Linked DNA regions of Macaca mulatta: region 1 is linked to region 2. Evidence: chromatin contacts called from public Hi-C data. All regions are on one chromosome and are shown on one strand. The core of a region is the stretch at or near the end of the contact, and the rest is flanking DNA. Distances in the headings are between cores, read along the strand shown.

The links. Hi-C and Micro-C count contacts between places; a contact is called where the count stands out from the background.
Region 1: a Hi-C map of fetal cortex germinal zone shows a contact between it and region 2, with 1.9 times the contacts expected there. The contact joins the promoter of PPP2CA here to the promoter of SKP1 in region 2. A contact is called at or near these places in 2 of 14 Hi-C or Micro-C datasets (fetal cortex germinal zone and liver).

The regions. Positions count from the first base shown.
Region 1 is chr6:143,127,125-143,131,257 of T2T-MMU8v2.0, forward strand. PPP2CA (protein phosphatase 2 catalytic subunit alpha) reads right to left here and starts at 1,805. Exons shown (of 7, transcript XM_015140928.3): 1 at 1,493-1,805. The coding sequence starts at 1,594.
Region 2 is chr6:143,076,521-143,080,773 of T2T-MMU8v2.0, forward strand. It overlaps SKP1 (S-phase kinase associated protein 1), which reads right to left and starts at 2,402. Exons shown (of 6, transcript NM_001193590.1): 1 at 2,303-2,402.

The DNA.
Region 1 (4,133 bases), core at 555-3,054, 50 kb after region 2:
TTTGATGTGAGAGGGTAAAGAAACAGGAGATTTAATACATCGCTACCATTAAAAGCCATCTCCAACAAATGATGTACCACCTCATCCACTAGTAGTAGTTTTGTTCAGGCTTGGGAGAAATAAATCTAAATTTGACTTACTTAAATTCCAATTGTTCACAACATGGCTTCTAAAAAAGCCTGTCTTGAAAACATATACATCAAACTCATGAACCTAATTTTCACATCAAACCACAAACAGATCAGGGTAATAGTTTTCCATTGATTCTTTTCACGAATACAAAATGCTAATATGATACTCCACCATTCCGTACTAAAGCGACATGCTGCAAAGTTAATTTTGAAAAGGGAAGCTAAAATGTTCACAGCAGAGATCAGCATTTTGTGTACTTTAGAAAACTGAGTTACAAGAATTTAAAAATACAACACACAGCTAATAGTTAAATTAGCTACCTGTTTCCCCAATCCCTAGGGGAAAACAAAACGGAATTAGCTAATATAAAGTTTAGGGTTAAGTGGACTACAACATTCTATTTTCAGTGTGAGACATTATTTAAACACTAAGCACAATGTCTGGAATACAATCTCAGTCGACAGTTATTACTACTACTACCAGCAGTCACAAAATACTATGAAGTAACTTTTGCAACAAAGATACAAAATTTACCGCTCTTCCATTTTATGTTGTTCATTTTAAAAATAAATGGCAAAATGCCAAGTGTGTTAAGCTTAGAGAAGGCTTTGAGTCAGCATATAAATCATAGATTCAAGTGACACTTGATTGCCAATCCAAAAGCTCCTTATGTAGTATGACTCACCAAATTCCCGATTTCTTCCAACTATGAAAAATAAGTTAAACTCCTATCTTATACCTACCACCATGACCTTCGCAGAAATTAGGTTAAGAGAATAATTTTTAAATTCTTAAAGACACCCCTTTGGTTTCTGGAGAAGATCGCTTAGTGAGTTTAATACAAGCCACCAAGGGGTACTAAACTTGTGTGACCTTTAGATATGTTCTGGGATATGGTCTAACAAGACTGCCTGTGGGGATCCTCTGGGCAGCTTTGGACCTAACTAGGCCTGGGTACAAGCGGAAAGACTCTTACTCAGCCCACCGTAGAGGCCCAGGCTCCATTCCCAAGCCGCAGAATCCAAGCCAGCTCACCCTCAAAACCGTCCACGACGCTGACCCACAGGGTCTCCGCTCCCCCTGCCACCTCGTCTGGCGCCAAGGCCGGGAGACTCAAAAACCCAGGAGTCGGGTGAACGGCGCCATTTTAGGCGGCGGTGGCGGCGACAACCAATCCCTGCGCGGGAGGCAGGGGGCGCCGGGTCGCTCGGAAGCCGCCGCCGGCCGGGATGGGCGCCGGTCTCGGAGGCTCGGGGGACCCGGGCCGGAGGCCTCCGCCATGTTGCACCCTCCTCACGGCCGCCTTTTCCTTGGCGGGCTTGGCCCCGCGGCAGCTGTCCGCAGCCGTAGTACAGCTCACCTTCTCGCAGAGGCTCTTGACCTGGGACTCGGACAGCTGCTTGCACTCGTTCAGCTGCTCGATCCACTGGTCCAGCTCCTTGGTGAACACCTTCTCGTCCATGATGCCACCCGCCCCAGCCGGCTGCCGCTCCGCGCTGCTCCCGCGCCGCCGCCCGCACACGGGCCACACGCACACGCCGCCGCCGGTTCCTCCTGTACTTCTGGCGGCTTTTGAGGCTGGCGCTGGCCCGCTGGCTCTCACCGCAGTACTCGGCCGTCGGCCGCTGCGCCTCCTCCTCCGCTCGCTGAGGCTCCAGAGCTCGGCTCTCTGTAATGGCGGCCGCCGGGCGTGGTGACGTCACGCCCGGCGTCAGGAGGCGGCGGGGAGCGGAGGGGAAGAGGGCCGGGGAGCAAGCTGCGCAACTGCAGAGCCCACCCCGGGCGGCCGCACAACCGGAGTTGGGGCGCAAACTGGGGGTCAAAGCGCAGGCGCGACGTAGCCGGTTGGTAACTGAGGCGCCTTGACTTTTTGGGCGTGGCTCCCGGAGGGCGGGGTGGTGGGGGAAGGGAAGGATGGAGCTGGAGCATGCGCAGTGCGCACAGCGGCGAACTGGACTAATCCCTTAGCGCTAAACCCTGAGAGGAGAGGACTTGGACCGCGCGCAGGCGCAGACCGGGTGGAAACCGGGGCTACTGACGGCCTGGAACTGGTTCCCATGGGAAGGCTGCTCTGGTGATGAACTCAGCTCCTCACCTGGGGCCTGGCAGCCCGATCACGGAAACGAGAATTGCGACCCCATGGCTCATCCGGGGTGCAGCGGCGCTGTAAACGTGTGGGTTTCCCTCATCTTTGGGGGCAGGAACGGGCAGCGAGTGGCCGCTTGGATTAACCACCTCCACCTCTGGGCGCGGCTGGCACCTTGTAATTAGGTCACTCGTAGGTGGAGGAGCGTGTACCTACCGGGGGAGTGCCGTGCAGTGCACCTGACTTCCCCGGCACATACCTGTCCCCGGACTTAGGTGTCTCGTCCGGCGCGATGGCGGGGGCGAGGTTTGGGCTTTTCTTTGAGCCTCGGACCGCGGCTCGCTTCCACGCGCCCAGCTCCTCGCCCGTGGTTGCTTTCCTCCAAGTTTGATTCCCCCCTGGGAATGAGAAACCCTCAACCGCTGCGCGCCCTGGCCTACTTTTAAGAGGGGAAGCCCAGAGAAGATGGATGCACCTGTCCTGACCGCGTCTCGGTGGCGTTAGAAGCAGCTGTGATCCGTGCTTAAAAGAGAGCTCGTATACCCTAGGATTGGACCTCTGTCTGGTTATGAATCGCTTTGGAGTTTGCAAAACGTTTTCACATTCCACTGTCCCTGCTTTTAGATAAATACCTGGTTCCATAGAACGCCAGCTATGTGCCAGAACCAGAGGGGTCATCCAGACGGACCAGGGACCCTGCCCTGGAGCTTGTATTCTCCCAACAGTACTGGCTGAAGATGGTTTAGGATAGGCAGAAGAAAGATCATAATGCCCCCAGGATTTGAGAGATATAGAAGCTTTCCAAAGAACATTTAACCATAAAGGGCAAGGCAAGAGCTGAACCTGATCGCCTATCTTCCAGGCGCCCCACCCTCAGTATCAGGCAACCCTTCCACACCCAAGTGCTCAGCGATGCTTGGGAGGAGAGTGCTCAACCTGCCACTCTGAGGGCGTCATCCCCACCAACAGGCTGAAGAAGGCACTGGAGGTCCCATCAGCCAATAGCAGGACTGAAAATCCTTCTTTATCCAAGACAACCTGTTTGGCGAGGCCGACTGGCTTGGCCTCCTTAGGCTGGAAATTGCAATTCTGCTTTCCCTTCACACCTCCTATTAGTGTGCACCAAAGAAAGTACCTCAGATCTACTCTTCCAGAAGTCTTACCACATACTTAATTTACCAGATTGGGAAAAAGACACTTTAGCCCAAATTCTGTCCCTGCTTTGCAGTTAACATCCCCAAACAATAGAAGGGAAGAGTTAAGACCAAGTGGAATGAACAAGGAAAAAAAATCATCACTTAATGCCCGTGATTATAAAGCCATACCCAGTGTGCTGTCTAATCGTATTCTTTACCATTGCCATGAACCTATGTGAGAAATGTCTAATAGGGCAAGAAGCAGACGGGCACTCAGAAAAGAGAAGGGACTTGCCCGAGATATTGGTCAGGATTTAAAACTGCTTACTCCCAAGTACAAAGTCTCAGTCACAGTCATGCAGTTGACCTTCCAAGGTCTGACTTAAGGAACAGAATCAACATAATTTCTCTTTGCCTAGATTGTCTGTTTTTTGTTTTGTTTTTTGCCGGAGTCTCACTCTGTCGCCCAGGCTGGAGTGCAGTGGCACAATCTCGGCTCACTGCAACCTCTACCTCCCGGGTTCAAGCAAATCTCCTGCCTCAGCCTCCCAAGTAGCTGGGATTACAGGAGCCCGCCACCATGCCTGGCTAATTTTTGTGTTTTTAGTAGAGACAGGGTTTCACCATGTTGGCCAGGCTGTTCTCAAACTCCTGACCTCAGGTGATCCACCTGCCTCAGCCTCCCAAAGTGCTGGGATTACAGGCGTGAGCCACCACACTTGGCCTGCCTAGATTCTCTTACCTGGAAAGGGTGTGGTGATGTTAGTTTGGTAGATGAT
Region 2 (4,253 bases), core at 1,152-3,651:
AGATCGAGACCATCCTGGCTAACATGGTGAAACCCCGTCTCTACCAAAAATACAAAAAATTAGCCGGGCGTGGTGGCGGGCGCCTGTAGTCCCAGCTACTTGGGAGGCTGAGGCAGGAGAATGGCATGAACCCAGGAAGCAGAGCTTACAGTGAGCCGAGACCGCGCCGCTGTACTCCAGCCTGGGTGGCAGAGCAAGACTCCGTGTCAAAAAAAAAAGTTAAGCAATTAATTCCAAAGGACTTGAGTTCTGGCAAAAAAAAAAAAAAAGGAATTTAAAATTAAAAGTCCAACAATTTCTTACCATCTTCAAATTCTTTTTTTAAAAAAGAAAACATACATAAAAGAAAAACAACAACAAAAAGAGTAGCAATACCTGGTACAGATTAATTCAAGGCCTCTTAAAATTCACATACAACTTTTAAAAGGCCCATGCTTCTCAAGTATTCATAATCCAATGATGTCACTATTAACTTATGGTACCTCTGAAGTTTTCTAGGTGTGTTGTATTAAAAATCGCATATATTTTCACAAAAGTGTATCATTTGGCATTTAAAACATGCATCACACCCATTTTATGTTCAAAGACTTATGACCCATTACATCGGTTAAAATATTCATTCAGCTTCTCTGAGACAATTGTCCGCAACCCCAAAGCAAACAGGTTCTTAGGCAAAGGAAGCAAAAAAGTAAAGCGTGTTTTAAAACCAGCCACTGAAATATCCTACTCTCACTCATCCATGGTTGGAGAGAATCAGATTTCACTTTGCAATTCACAAACATGTCTGCTTCTCCATGTTGCTTAGCGCTTGCCAATAATGCCGTTGTCCCTGCTCAATGAAGAAGGACCCAGAGTAGAGGACCCTTCCTGTGACAAGACAACAATAAAAGGTATCTCCAAAAGAAAATATTTTAACGTGAGTCCAATTTTTAATTATAAAACATTTAAACATGTAATTTTTATATCAGATAGTACTGAAATGAACAGTGCAGAATCACAAGTCTAACAATGCAGTTGATAAAATTACTCTAAAAGCAAGACGACCGTTTCATATTTCTTTCAAATAACTCAAGTGCTTAGTCATAGTCAAATTCGTGGATTGGGTTACTCTTAAGGGAGTTGAGATCTTACTAAATAGCAGGTAGGTAATCGGTTAAATCTGTAATTCGATGCACTTGGTAATACTAAACTAAAAGATAAGTTTTAGTGTTACAGTAGAATAAAGTGCAAAATTTTTAAGTAATAATGGATGAAATTTTGATTTGAAATGTTTTCAAAACAATTCCATTCTAAAGAAAGAGGCCTAAAGGCTCCTGCACTTGTAAATAATTCTCCATGGCCAGCATAAAGTGGGTTCTATCACATCATAAAGGGAAAAAAACCCCTGCGTTTTAAGTGACCCGAAATTCTGCCACTGCTTTTTAGACTGCACAGTGGAGGAGACTATTGTTCTATGACACAGATACATTCTATTGTGACGCTCTAATGGAAAAATGCATGTTCCTAAAACCCAAACGTGAAGTTCCCACTAAAAGTGAACCAAAGCAGCTGGACATCCTATTTCTTTAAAAGCCAGACACTTCGAGTTAAGTTATACACAGCTCTTACAAGTCACACCACTCTGAAGATGGTATCTGCTATCACAATAGTTATTTCAACGACTCCAAGTCATAGCAAAACAACGCGAAGAAATATTTACAAGGAACAGGCGGCTATGTGCAGAAACTCGGCGCCCGCACACAGTTAGCCAGGACCGACGGGTAGCTAGTGACGCCAGACACGGGGGAGAAAGGATGGCAGCCAAGAACCGGGCGGCCTCAGACCACCACCGCAGCTCTCCCTCCCGACCACAACAAAAGCCAGACACCGACACACGCCCATGCTCACGACAGCCAAGGGACCCCCATTCACAACCCCGCCGCCACCCCCGCCCTAGTCCCCGGGACAGCAGGCTTAAGGCCAAGAGAGGCCCCCGGCCATAGCCTGGGCCTTGCAGCCGAGCCTGCGCCGGCTGACGCTCGGCCGGTGCAGAGAAAGCCCAGCCCGGGGTTCGGCTCACACTTATGGAGCGCTGTGAGGACGCGCGGCCAGAGCAGGCCTCGCTGAATCGGGGGCGGAGAGGGTGGACGAGACCTGATGGTGTCTCCCGAAGAACGGGGTCGACAACACGATCCACCGGGCCCGAAAGAAGGCCAGGCCCAGTCACCGCCCGCCGCGGGCAGGCCCAAACCGCAGCAGTGAGGCCAGCCTGCATGCAATCCGGGAGCCACGACCCTTTCCAGCTCAGTGGGCGGCTACTCACGGTGTTCGGTGTTAAGGAGACTGCCGGCGGGAGGCTGACGAGAGCTAGGAGACGTCAGCGGAGGAACAGAAAAGCGGAGGACGAAGCCACTACAGCCTCTCGGCGCGGCGCGGCGTCTGCTTTATAGGAGAGGGCGCAGGCGCCGAGGACCCCGGGGCGCGCGGCGTCACACAGCGGCTGGGCTGGCCGCCGAGATCGCCTGACGGCAGGCCGAAGACGGCGGGGCGGGCCCAGGCCGGGAGGCGACGAGGAGCTGCCGGGGCGGCTGGCCGGGGGGTTGGGGAACGGGAGAGCTTTCGCCTTTCCCTAGCTCTGAAAGCGCCGCGCTCTCTCATCAACTGGGTGCCGAACCCTGACTGGCCTAGAAAGGTCTTTCAGGCAGGGGCGCCCTAAGCCGAGTAAAATACCCCAGCTAAACGGCCTGGAAAAAACAAAACGGGGCGTGTGTGCGCCTATGTGTGTGTTCCTGGGAACAACAGAACGGGGCGCGCGCGCGTGTGTGTGTGTGTTCATTCCTGGGAGGGGCTGCGTGTGTGTGTACGCGCGTGTGTTCATTCCTGAGGTGTATGTGTGTGCGCGCGCGGGTGTGTGTGTGTTCATTCCTGGGGTGGGGATGGGGGGGCGCTTGTGTGTGTGTGTTTTACTACTGAACTGATACAGCTTGTCCAGCCTCCATTCTCCACAGTAACCCTCCGAGGTGAAATAGTGTTAGCCTTTTCGCCTCTGCAGTGAGGGAACAGGTTCGGAACGGTTAAGTGGCAGAGCCAGGATTTGAACATTACTCCACAGTTAGGTGCCGTTAGCCCTTATTTCCTACTATTGACTTCTAAAGAGGCTTCCGTGCCAAAAATAGCCATCGTCGTAGGGAAACCCCAAATCTAGAGAGATGGCTTCCATCTAGCAATAGGTACCCATTCCTTCACTAAACATGCTCTGAGCCCGACATGCGAGGCGTGGTGCTGGGGATTCGGCAGTGAACCAGGCAGCCAGGGCCCGGCCTGGACAGAACTCTTGTCTGGGGTGCTCCCAGGAAGGCTGTGATGAGGTCGATGGAATGAAGCCTGCAGTAAAGGAACGGGAGTAGTCTGAAAGCCCCACCCCGCTCTGCTCGGGAACGTTATTCTCCCTGTCCTAGGAGACTGGGCGCCGGGCTCGTCTAGCCAATAGGCACGTGATGGTATCCCTGACACAGGAAGACAAAAGATACTTCCACACAGGGCCCCCTGAAGAAACCGGAGACGTACAGTGCCTCTGGGATGGGACTGGGCAGGAATGCCAAGCAGCTTCTTGAGTTACCAGGTCTTTGTCTACAAGCTGTGGTATCCAGTGTCTGCCAGGTGCCACAGCTGATGACAGAAGATGAAACGCCTGCAGCTCTCAGATATTTTCTCAGCAGCACAGCCCTGCCCTCAGCAGCTCCAGCTTCAGGCCTCCTAGGCAGGGCCCACTGGAGCCCCTTTGCTCCCCTGCCTATGGTATGCAGGGTGATACCTTATAAACTCTCCTTGAGCATCCTAAGCAGGACTGTGCAGTGTCAGGTCATACAGCTAGCCTGGGGCCCCAGCACAGGGTCTGGCGTAAAAGTAGGTATATGCTTTTCCAAATATGTCTGAGAACCCCCTTTATTAGAATCACCAAGAAATGCCTACTTTTAAAAGAGATTTCGGGGCCGGGCATGGAGGCTCACACCTGTAATCTCAGCACTTTGGGAGGCCGAGGTGGGCAGATCACTTGAACTCAGTAGTTCGAGACCAGCCTGGGCAACATAGTGAAACCCCATCTCTACAAAAAAACAAAAATTAGCTGGGTATGGTGGCGTGAGCCTGTAGTCCCAGCTACTCTGGAGGTTAAGGTGGGAGGATCACCTGAGCCTAGGAGGCAGAGGTTGCGATGAGCTGAGATGATGTCACTGCACTCCAGCCTGGGTGACAGAGTGAGACGCAGTCTCAAA